Linked DNA regions of Mustela erminea: region 1 is linked to region 2. A link is a contact called in public Hi-C data. All regions are on one chromosome and are shown on one strand. The core of a region is the stretch at or near the end of the contact, and the rest is flanking DNA. Distances in the headings are between cores, read along the strand shown.

The links. Hi-C and Micro-C count contacts between places; a contact is called where the count stands out from the background.
Region 1: a contact with region 2 is called in a Hi-C map of skeletal muscle, with 8 times the contacts expected there. The contact joins the promoter of MCRS1 here to the promoter of SPATS2 in region 2. A contact is called at or near these places in 2 of 3 Hi-C or Micro-C datasets (skeletal muscle and spleen).

What each region holds. Positions count from the first base shown.
Region 1 is chr6:85,166,838-85,173,463 of mMusErm1.Pri, forward strand. MCRS1 (microspherule protein 1) reads right to left here and starts at 1,910. Exons shown (of 14, transcript XM_032348109.1): 1 at 1,748-1,910.
Region 2 is chr6:84,987,749-84,993,680 of mMusErm1.Pri, forward strand. SPATS2 (spermatogenesis-associated serine-rich protein 2) reads left to right here and starts at 3,279. Exons shown (of 13, transcript XM_032348103.1): 1 at 3,279-3,606.

The DNA.
Region 1 (6,626 bases), core at 660-3,159, 180 kb after region 2:
GCCCCTCTTCCCCCGACCCTCTACCAGCCCTCCTGACCCTTCCCCTGCTTTCTTGACATTTGAAGTTTTCTGGTGGGAGTTCCTTGGCCATCCAGATCCCATCTGGGCTCAGACCTGGCCCAGACCTTCCTCGCTGGGCAGTTCTCCCGGTGCCACGTGTCATGTCGTGCAGCACATGGTGCTCAGGTCAGACTGGTGATGCCGACACACCGGGCTCTGGGCATAACTGCTCCCTCTGCCATCAAAATGCAGCCAGGCCAAAGAGCGGCAGCTCAACAGCAAGTCAGTCAACTGCGGCCTCTGCCGAGAGGTACGTGGGTGGTGCTGGCCCAGGGGGAGGTGGCAATGCCCAGCCAGGATGAAAAGACATACGTGCCAGGCACGGGGTAGAATCAGCAGATGCTTGGCGCCTGAGCGTTTGGGGAGCTGGCCTGGCCTCATACTACCTTTGTCCATCCTCTTACAGTCCCAAAGCCACTGGTTCCAAACCACAGGGCTAGGAGGAAGGGTCCCACAGGCTCATCCAAGGATTCTGACCAGGTAAGCTTAGAGGCTGAGAGGAGATTCTGCAAAGGAGAAATGAGGCTCCCTGAGGCACAGGTTTCCAACGGGCCAGCCTCACCTCCTTATACTGGAAAGGCTCCCCCAGGATCCCACAAGCTAGGGAAGACACAAGAAGAGACACAAGGCTCTATTTCGCCAGTATGATGCTGATAAACCAACAGCTTTCTAAGAGTCACCAGCATCTCTGAGAATATAAAAGCTACGCCCTCCAAAAAAATGTACACATAGCATGTTAGTGGGTCCATGGACCTCTATGATTCTACTCAGAGTTGCAAGGTAAAGGGCCTCGACTATAAACCAACACGAAACAAGGGATTACTGGTTCACTTCTTATTGTCGCTGCCCACTCAGTTCAGCAGCACCCCCTTACCCTCCCAAGCCAAAGCAGGGAAACGGAGATAGAACTCCGATTAGCCCATCTCGCTCTTTTCGCCCTCCCTCCCCCACAGCTCTGGCTGAAGATTCAGTGGGTGGTACCGCGTGGAAGCTAAAAAACACGGTTTGGGAACTGATTAAGTTATCAACCGCCCTGGGGCGCCTGCTCCTAACCCCGGGAGAACTCTGGTACTGGGGACTCTCTGGGGCGTGGCGCTTGCGGGCCCCGCCCCTTCAGACCCGGGCGGCACTCCGCACAGCTTTCCCGCCCTGCCCCCAGGTGCGTTAGTCGAATCGCTCCGCTCTGCAGAATACCGCTGATATCTTGACACCTGGGGAGCAGGTGAAGGAACTGATTCCACGGGCTGACTGAGGCTAGGTCTCCACCCACTATTTTCTTCCGCCCCCGTTCTCCACCGAGTGCACACCCAAGGTGGGGGATTAGTGCAGGTCTGTTTTTAGAGCTCGGGACGACAGAGGTGAAGTCAGCCCTGCAACTCAAAAGCAAAGCACCGAGTGCACCCCGATGCTTTCGCAGCCGTGGTTTAAGCCCCACGGGCTGGTGGCGAGGGAGGGAGAGTAACTCCCAGGCCAAGTCTCACCCCACCTTCGGCTTGCCACCTTTGCGCATGCGTAACATCTCGGACCAGATTCTGGTCCGGTCCGGCCCACGCATGCGCAGATTTTCGGGGCGCTACTGGGGCGGGGCCCCAAACATTGTGGGGGGTCTTTCCCCGGAGCACTCTGGAAAACTCCATCTCGCCCAAACTCTGTTCAGAACCCTCGGAAGCGAACCGCGAAGTCTCACCATTCCTAGGCTGCCAGCTCCAACAATTTCTCCGCGGCGACAGCAGCAGCCGCAGGGCCAAACCCGGCTTCCGTGAGTCACATCTACTTCCGGGTCTGAGAACTAGGGGCGGCACGATCCCTTCCGGTTCTCTCCGGGAACGTGACGAAGGGGGCGTGGTCACAGCGGGGACTGAGTCACAGTTTTGCTAATAATCGAAATTAAAGGTTTTCCCAGTTGGGACAACATAGGAGGAAGCGTTAGGGATTCCGGGTCCCAGAAAGATCACTCGCTTGGAGAGAGTGATTAAAGGGAAAGCCGAGACGGGGCGGGATAGGCGAGGGGCGGGTCTGGGGTAGGGCTGGGCCGGGAACTCTATTTCGGCTTCTGAATTCCCACAGGATGTAAGAATCTGTTAGTTTGGGGGCGACTGTGCATTGTTTGCTGCGCCCAGCGATTTTTAGAGAAACTACTCTGTGTGGGGCTCTGTGCTAGGCACAACACAAGGAGAGAGACGATGTGGAACTCGCTCCAGCCAAGAGGTTTGGCGTACCCAAGTCGGGGAGGTTGATGTCTCAGGAACGGATGGAGGGTCGTGGGCCTGGTTCCTAGAGGGTAGAGGCCCTGAGGAAGGCCAGGGTCAGCCAGATCCCACCAGGACTACTGGAGGCAGTTGTGGATCCCGGTGGGTAAGTGCAGAGGAGATTGCCCTGGAGGGAAGCTTGGGGTGGGAGGACAAGCCTACAGGCAAAGTCTGGGGATAAGAAACCAAACAGACCTCTCAAGAGGGTTCCTATTTGTTTTACCTCTCCTTGGAAGGGCACAGAAGTTTAGTAGCTCCAGGGAATCATATCGCAGCTCAGAATAGGGAAAATCCCAATTCCAAAGCTGTCCAGGAGTTAGTGGTGCTTTCAGTGTAAGTGTCAACCACATGTCACGGGGACATTGCCAGTGGATGCTAGTATCAGAGGGGAGGCCAGCCCTTCTGGCTCAGACAGTGTATGATAAGCTCTCTGCTTCATAAGTACTCACCTCATTTACTGGTCTGTGATCTTACTTAATGAGTAATAACCTATTTTGTCTTCCCTGAAAGACTGTGTTTTCTGATAAGAGGTGTGTAGACTATGGGAGACTTCAAGATATCATATGGTATCTATCCCAGATGAGAGTTACCATGGAAATTTCTAAGAAGAGGACAGTTGAGCTGAGATTTGACAATTGATAGGCAGTCAGTCGTGCAAAGAGCTTGGTTATCATGAACTAGTAAGGGGGAACAAGATAGTTGCAAAGCAGAAATGACTTTGGTGAGTTTGAGGAACAGGAAGGAGCCCAGTACGGCTGGAGAAGGATGATCAAGAAAAAGAGGGAAGTGGGGCGCCTGGGTGGCTAAGAGGGTTAAGCCTCTGCTTTCGGCTCAGGTCATGATCTCAGGGTCTTGGGCTCGAGCTCCGTCCGCATCGAGCTCCGCATCGGGGCTTTCTGCTCAGCAGGGAGCCTGCTTCCTCCTCTCTCTCTGCCTGCCTCTCTGCCTACTTGTGATCTCTGTCTGTCAAATAAATAAATAAAATCATAAAAGAAAAAAAAAAGGAAAAGAAAAGGAGGGAAGGAGATGAGAACAGAGGTCATCAGGGCCAGATCATATTAGCCCTTGTAGTTCATGCTATGGATTTGGACCTTTCTTTCTAATGTTTTAGAAAGCTCTTAAAGGATAACAAGTGAAGGCATCCTTGCTGTGATATGACTTAATTTTTAAGATGATCCCTCTGGCTGTTTTGGGGGAAGGATTGTAAAAGAGGAAGATCAGATAAGAGGCTACCTTGTAGCAATCCAGGTGAGAGGTAGGTCCCGCTGGTTAGCTGGGTTGTGGGGGCAGGGGAGATGGACAGAAATAGTGGCTTTGATTATTTTTTGGAGCTAGAACCACAAGGACTTGCTGATGGAGTGGATAGGGGATTCTCCCTCCCTTCCCTTCCAAGGATAGGACCTAGGTCTTATATTCAGAATCCAGAATCTGGCCCTATCTCATTGGTCCACTCTCTCCTGACCCAAGACCTCTTGAGGCCGGATGGCTGGGCCTGAAGACCCACAGGATCTCCTCTTGGCAGGACCAGCCAAGAGGATCCTTGGGTGAAATCAAACACAGCTGAGAGGAAGTGAGAGCGGTTTATTAAAGATATATAGTGTAGATATGGACATAGCATCCAGGGGAGTCAGCAAAGAGTGAATCTTCTTACTTGGGGTTTGGGATTTTTATTAGAGGTGGTGGTCTGGTATTCCTGCATCCAGGAACAAAGCCAAGTGTTTAGGTGTCTTCCAAAAGTTGCTTATGCCCTGGAGCTAGGGGTCTTAATGAGTCAGTCACTGGTCTTGGAAAGTGTTCATGACATCCCACCCAGTCACTCCCTAGATGTTATCTATTGTGCTAGAAGACTCCAAAGAAATCGTTAACTTCTTGACCTTTACAAGGAGTGTGTTGTCTCTCCAATCAGATGGCTCTTCCCTACCCCCTGAATTTGGGGCAACCCATCAAGTGGAAGCCAGAGGGTGGCACAGGTGGAGAAAGGGATTCACCCAAGGCAGAAGAGAAGAGATAAAAGTTGATTGAATACACTGCAGAGATTTCCTAATTTCCCCTGGATCTTTGTTCAGCCACTCAGGGCCCCAAGCTGCTTGCTCCCCCTGGGGATTAGAAAATGGTGGCTAAGAACACAGGCCCTGGAGTCAAACTGTCTATTTTAAACTTCATTTTAAATCTCACTAAAACCTGGTGGTTTTATCATCTGCCGGCTTGTGACCTTGAACAAGTTACATCTCTTTGTCTCAGTTTCATCGTCTGTGGGGAAATGATAGTCCCCACTTCATAGGAGGGTTCTGAGGAGTAAATTACTATTTAAATAAGCAGCATATAGCAAATGTTTGAAAATGTTAGTGGTTGGTACTGTTCTTAGGGCTTAGGTCTTACTGTCACCTGCCAGGTCATCAGTATAGGACCCAAATTGTGATAGCATGGCCTGTCCCCGTTCTGTCCACTAGAGAAGGTCCAGTTTCCCTCTCATCTGAAGCCACTACCTTTTGAGCACTCAGAGGACCAAAGGATCTGCTGTTGGCTCAACTATACAGTCTTAGGAAGTCAAGTTTAATAAAACTGTTGACTAGCAAAAAGTTACCTTTGGATTCATAATAAGTCAACATATACTTGATATCTGTACACTCTTTTTTCCCCAAGGGAAGAGAAACCATCTGCCAACAAAAAACCTTACACACATACCTCCTGAAACAGCAGTTCCCAGAGCAGAGAACCACAGACACTGTGAAACACCCAGCTTCTCGAACATGACAGGGTTTACCCATCACAGTCCAAAAGCCAGAGTCACACTTAATGAGAATACCTAAATTATTCCCATTAAAGTTAGATAACGAGGCATTGGTGGTTCAGTGGTAGAATTCTCGCCTGCCATTAAAGTTAGATAGGCCACAAGGAGAGCCCCTGTGACGATTTTTATTTAATATTGCTTTGGAAGTACTAGCCAACTTAATTACAGAAGAAAAAGGAATGAGGTAAAAAAAAAAAAAATGGAAAAGAAGTAAAAAATATTATTTATTTATGAAATAATAGCCTACCTGGAAAATCCAAGGACATCAACTGCAAAACTGATACAAATAAGACATTTTAGCAAAGTAGGTACAAGTTAATATACAAAAAGCCAGTGAACAATAGCCAATTAGAAAATATAGGGGAATAAAATATATCCTTTACAGTAGCAGCAACAAAGTAAACTAACCAAGAGAAATCTTAATAAAGGTGCTAGATCCTTCCCCAATACTAAAATGCTAACAAAGAACACAAAAGAAGGCTTGAATAAATGGAAAGGCATATTCTATTTTGGGGTGGAAAGACTCACTACCATAAAGATGTCAACTCTCCATAAATTAATCTATAAATTTAACACAATCTAATAAAAATACCAACAGACTACATAATCTGAATATAAAGTTCACAAGGAAATTTCTGCATCATGAGTAGCTATGAACATTCTGAAAAAGAAGGTTAGTGAGAGAAATAGTTCTATCAGATATAAAACTATTAAAAGCTACAATAATTAAAATAGTAAAATCCACAGGACACCAGCACATATGTGGGCAATTTGATCCAGAGAACCAAACAGAGAATCCAGAAATAGACTCAAGACATTTAAAATGTTAGTGTCTGATAAAGATGGCATTGTCTTATCGGCAGGGAAAAATGGATTATACAATAAGTGGTATTGAAACAATTATGTAACTGCCTGAAACCAAAATAATGTATCTCTGCCTTGGTTTTTACACTAAAATAAATCCATATGAATCAATTGTGTTTAAATAAATGGAAAAGTATACAACCATAGATGTATAATATAGTGAAGAAAGCATTTGTCAGAATAGCACAAAATTTCCCAAAGCATAAGAAAAAAGACAAATTCTGTCAACATGAAAATCCATAATTTCTGCAGAGCAAAAACCACCATAAACAAAGATAAATGGTATGCAGGGGAAGTATCTGCAAATCCTATCATAGACAAAGGGAATCATTTGCTTTATATATTCAAAATCTCTGCAAATCGATACGAAAAGAACAAAAATCCAATAAGAAAATCGGATGGTTAACATAAAAGGAAAGATAAATGGCTCTTAGACATATGAAAAAATAGTCAACCTCACAAGAAAATTGAAACTACATTTAGATATCATTTTTAAGCTACAGACTGGCAAAGAATCCGAACATTTAATTATACATCTCTGGCATGGTTGTGGGGAAATAGGCCCTCTTAGGTGTAACTGTAAGTTGTTGATACTTGTCAAAATTAAAAATGCATAAAATTTCTGATCCACTATATTTGCACACATACAAGATGAAGTATGT
Region 2 (5,932 bases), core at 2,029-4,528:
ACAGTTTGGACTGCCCAAGTGAATATTCTTAGGTATTAGAAGTGGGGCAATCAGAGGGACAAGTACACCCCTATGAGATGTTCTTTGGTGGTCTTTGTGCCTGTTGTTTGGAGCTTCAGATTTGGCCAAGAGACTTCTAAAAGATCATGTTCCTTAATTACAGTCATTAGTTATCATCTTCAGGATAATGAGTAAAATTTTCGTGTCTCTCGGTCTAAATTCAGCCTTTTTTTCCTAATAAAAATAGAGAATCTGGCAATCAATCACTTCAGATCCAAAAATTCAACTCAAACAAAAATATGAGAAAAATTCCCCTCTCCAGGATCTATTTCAAACATATCAAATTAGGTCTTATTAATATTTGCAAAATATATCTGCCAAGGTGAAAATTACGTTATGATTTTTCTTTAGTTCTAATTTTGCCACGAAGTCATTAGGTCACCTGGGATAAATTGATTCCCTTAAGGCTGAACTGAGACACAGCAGTGTTATTTCAAAATGATCTTTTGTAATCCTTAGCAGTTACTTTAATCTTTTCAGAAATTTGGTTGTTTTTTTCATATTCTTCAAAGTATGTAACAAGTCTTATATATTGAATTTATTACAGCATTTCTTGTCCTCCAGTATAATTAGTAGATAGACTTTAAATAATTTGCAATCATTTCAAAGCAGGCAATTATCACTGTTTTATTGTGAAGTACGGCATACAAAATGGAAAATGTATATGTAAAGAACAATGACAAAATTAATCTTTATAACGCAGGTCCAAAAGATATTTCTGAAGCATTTATTCAGTGCCTTTGGAGAGAGAGTATGGCATGGAGAATGGATGAAGGCAGTCCATGAGTTGCAGGATCCCTCTTGCAAACCTCACTTAGCAAGTCATGTATGTGACCCACCCTCCTTCTTGAAGGACTGTTTCTTTTTTTGAGTAAAATTCTTTTTTGCAGAGAATTTGTCCCAAATGAAAGAAAAGAACAAGACTGTGGCTTGGAAAACCAAACAAACGCACAAAATTCTTTTTTGAAAGCACCTACTGCCTCCCCAGGGACTTAGCGAAATATTCCTTTCAATCACATTCAGAACTCTCCCTTAGAGACTTGTTAAATAGGATATTCTCCATAGTGTTAGATTTCCAGTGATGTTTTGACAGCTCTCATAGTTTGGGCCTAGGTATGCTCCTTAATTCACCTCCCTTCTACATACATATCTACATATGGGATATCCATATATAAAAACTGTCTCCCATTAGACCACGGGCTCTCTTAGGAAAGGCATCGAATGAATGTCTTTCCCAACACTGTAAGATTTCCAAGAATAGACTTTATTTTCCTCCCAAAGAAAGTGTATTGGTTTTGCAGCACCAACAGGCCCTACACTGAAGGTGTTTTCCAAAAAACTTTTGGTAGGTGAAATCTGTCGTTATGGAAAAGATCTTAAATCCTATTGGTTCAGGTCCCATTCTTCAGCATGAAGTTCCCCATTAACCAAGGCCATATCATCCCATTTCTACTCTGTATGGGAAGGAAGGGAAATTGTGGAAGAATTAGTCATTCATTCCTGTGTTCCTACACCACTTTGCGCTTTTCTGTTTCAACACTTATTTACATGCTATTTTAGTTAACTATTTAATAGCTTCTATCCTCCTTTACAATTGGATACTCTCCTTGGGGATAATGTTTTATTCAAATTATTTGTAAGTGACCCAAAACCTAGAATAATGCCTACCACTCATTGGGTAGTTATGAATCTAACGAATGAAAAGAGCACAGATATTTGGAGAGTTTGCTTTTTGAATCTTCGAGAAAATATTCAATAGTAAGTACGTATTTGAATCTTTAAGAAAAGATTCAATAGTAAGCAACAAAGGGCATAATGTCCTAACTAGCTGGTTGACCTTGTCTTTTGTTTCTTTAGATCTGTAAATAATATGGTTTGATTAGATCAGGCATTATTAGCCAGGGGTCACTGGGCTCCAGGGTATTTTTGACTCTCCAGCCCCATGCAAAGTTAAACACAAAGGACCAGATAACTTCAGAGAGATCCTACTCCATTACAGGTACTGGGACTTCAACAGCGAAAGCGTGAACAAGCTTGTGCCTATGGTGTCTAGCTGTATACACTCATATACACTTTCAGGCTTGTCGCTGATGATTGTCCAGAGCCCTTAACGCTTTGGCCTCAAAAGCTAAGAACATGGGGCAGATTCTGAAGAATCTTTTCTTTGTTAACTATCTAAATCCCCAGCCTCTGGCCACTCCTAATTGATTACAGATCAGCTGACGGTGGGGTGAGTACTTCACACAAGCCCAGCACAGGACCAAAAGGTGCGCCAATACTAGAGATGGTTCTGGTCCTGGGGTGGTTGGGAATCTGATCACGAAGCCCTAAGAGTATTTAACAGGATTCATGGGCGGCCCAACTGCCCACAACCGCACGAGGGATGCAGACAGCTGAGCAGACTAGAAAACCAACTCAGAAATGGGCATGGGCAGTGTGTCCCGCGGACGAGGTAGAGAATCCTCAAGTGGTTCCAGAGGTTGTCCTGTCCCCGACCCCGCACAGGCCTCTACGGACTCCCAGGTTGCTGAGCGGTCGGGAAGTCCGGACGTCCAGGAGCTTCCGATTTAAATGGCCTTTTGGAGTCAAACTTGGATTGGGGAGGAGGGAAAGGAGAAAGTGCTGGGAAGTCCTCGGGCCTCGGTCGTGAGCCGCTAACTGCAAGGCCTCTTGAGACAGCCAGTCCTTCCTGGGACCTAGAGATCAAAGCCCCTCGCAACGTTCCCCTCGAGGCGTCCGCCTTCGGCAATCTCCGGGCACTTTCGGCTCTTTCCGGCAGTTCCAGCCAGGGCCCTCCACCCTCCCGGCGCGCAGTTCCCTCCTCCCGACGCCGCTCCGCTCTTTCTGGGCCTGGGCTGTTGTGCACGTGGGCGTGAGCTCTGGTCTCAGCCGTCCCTACTCCCATCTAGTTTGTTCCCGACCCCACTCCTCCAATCCCTACTCTTCCTCGTTTTCCCCAATTCTCGGCGACGCCCGAGCTCCCTGAACTCAGGCGCCCAACCCGGCGGGCGGTGCGAGGCGCGAGGGACTGGGTCACGAGAGGAGCGGTAACCCGACGGACTAGAGCCCGCCTTCCGACCCGCGCCTCTCCACTCGCAGATCCCCAGCGCGCGGGCCGCCTCGCGCCCGGGCCTTCGCGCGCCGGTTGGCTGCAACGGCCTCGAGCTCGGCGCGCCGGGTTCGCGCCGGCGCGAGCACGCGCTCTGTGCGCTGGCTGGCTGGCGCGCACGCGCCCGAGCGGGCTCCGGGGCGGGGCGAACAGCGCGAGCCCCGGCGAGGTCGGTGTGGATCCGCCGGCATTCCGGCCCCTAGCCGCGGCTGCGATCCCTAGCCCGCCGCCCGGGCGAAGCGGGGAAAGGGGCGGTGGGGGCGGGGCGGCGTCCGGCTCTGGGAGAGCTGGGGGAGGAGCGCCGCGGCGACGGCGGCCGCTCTAGAAGAGGAGGAGAAGGAGACGGAGGAGCTCCTTTCCTCTTCTCAAACCCTGGAGCGTCCGGGACGCAGAGCCCGGAACTGGGGGGACGCGGCAACTGCGGGGGCGCCGGCTAGGTAGGCTGATGGTACTGGGTGGAGGGGTTGGTGGGGGATAAGAGGGGGGCATAGAGGTGCAAGAGAGCGGGCTTGAGGGAGGGCACGGGGGAGGGGGTAGTTGTTGGGGGTTGGGGTGTGGAGAGGAGGGGGACTTGAGCCTTCTGGGACCTGGAGTACCCAGATTGGTGAAAGGCTTCTGGGGTCAGTGGGGCGGACCGAAGCACACGGGTCCGAGTTGGGGGGTTTCCAGAGGCACAGGCCGGGGAAACAATGGAGTAAGGGGGGACTCTGGTGTGAGCGTGTGTGGGGTATTGGATTCTGAGAAACAACGAGATCGAAAAGAATGAAAGAATGGGTCATTTGGGATGAGTACAATGAATTGGGAATGCAGTGGGGATGCATAAGGTCATCTGTGTGGGTGTCCGAGGTCCTTAGGATTTGGGGGGCAAAGTGGGATTTGAAAAAAAGAGAAAGACATTTTTAGGAATGGGGGGAGGACGGAAAAGAAAATAAGGTAAAGAAAGGGTAGTAGAGAAATAAAATAGATGTGGTTTGATCTTAAAGCGGAAGGGTAGATCTTGTTTGAGAGTACAAGGTAGGTGGACTACAGTGGCATCTTTCTTCTAATTTATCCAGGATGATTGGGTTCTTTTGGAAGGTGGATCTTTCTCAGGCTGGTCCCTCTGCTGAGCAGTGCAAGCTGTTCTTTTAATAATTCGGCTATCATTTATAGTCCGTTTCATTGATGAAGCATGCCTGTAGTATTTATTTCTCCTGTGTTCATTAGGTAACTGTATGTAATATACCTGTGGTTAATGAAGCAGGGGAGAGCATATCACCAACAGGAGGCATCTTGCTTTGATGAGTTAGGTCAGTGATAATGCAGAGTTCAGGGTGTTTGGGGGGAGGACCAAGAGTTTATTTTCATGTAGACTAAAAGGTGATGAAAAGCCTTGATAAAATCGAAGTTATCTATACTTTGTTAGCATTGCAGTTTCTCACTGAGAAATGTTCATGTACTATCTGCTACTGATTTTATGCTCCTGGGAGAGTTTGGGTTCTGCCTCAAGAAATTCTTGATGCTGATATCAGATTATCAGGCTGCCTTATACTTTCCAGTTTGAATAAAGGTGACTTGAAAATACTGTGGGAAAGTATTTCTGGGGTTATGATCTTTGCATTGATCTTCTTGATACTTGGATTTCCAGACCAAATATTGAGTGGTACTAGATATAAGATTGCTGATTTTGAAATAGTAGTTACCATTAAGTGTTCATAAATAGTCAGTGTTAATCTTTTTATTTATTGGGTATTAAGTTTTGCTGACTCACCTAAGATTTCTGGGAATTTATCCATTTATATTTCTGGCTAGGTCTTGGATGGCAGTATTAGACTATAAAGATCCAAAAGTAATGATCTAAATTGTCACTTTTCTTGTATCTTTTTTTTTTTTTTTAAATTTGACAGGCAGAGATCACAACTAGGCAGAGAGGTAGGCAGAGAGAGAAGGAAACAGGCTCCCTGCTGAGCAGAGAGCCCGACGTGGGGCTGGGTCCCAGGACCCTGGGATCATGAACTGAGCCAAAGGCAGAGGCTTTAACCCACTGAGCCACCCAGGCGCCCCTACTTTTCTTATATCTTAAAAAAACTGAACAAAGCAAGGAATGTCTTCACTAGTGATAATGTGGCTCTTTATTGACCTCTCAACAGTGGACTAGGCAGGGTGCTAAGTTTGTTTTGCATGCATTATCTCATTTAACTTAATCCTCAGGGTTATCTCCTATTTTATAATGAAGAGGCTAAATAATTTACTATGGTCACAGAGCTGGTAAATAAAGCCACATTCAGACCCAGCTCTGTTGGATGGCTTCTTTAAATCTTCACTGCCTGATTGTTCTACATGCCATATCCTTCCTCCTAATCTTCGTTGTAGTATAATCATCATGAATTGGTCAAAACTTAGGTCTGATATTGATTTATTTAATTTATTTATTTTAAAGATTTAATTTATTTGAGGTTGGGGGAGAGGGAGCATGCGTAGGTAGAGGGGCAGAGGGGGAAGCAGGCTCCCCACTGTGTGGGGGATTCTGGACTGGACTTGGGGCTGGATCCCAGGACCCTGGGATCAGGACCTGAGATGAAGGCAGACGCCTCACCCACTGAGTCACCCAGGCACCCTGATAATAGTGATTTAGATGAATATTGGGTTAATGGGGGTACTTCTGTAGAGTTTATAAATGTTTATTGCTCCTGGGGATTTAACAAATCTTCTGGGGTCCACATAATAGAGCTGACCTTGCTAAGGGTTTGATCTGTGAACACACTCGTGTTTGGTCTAGTGTAC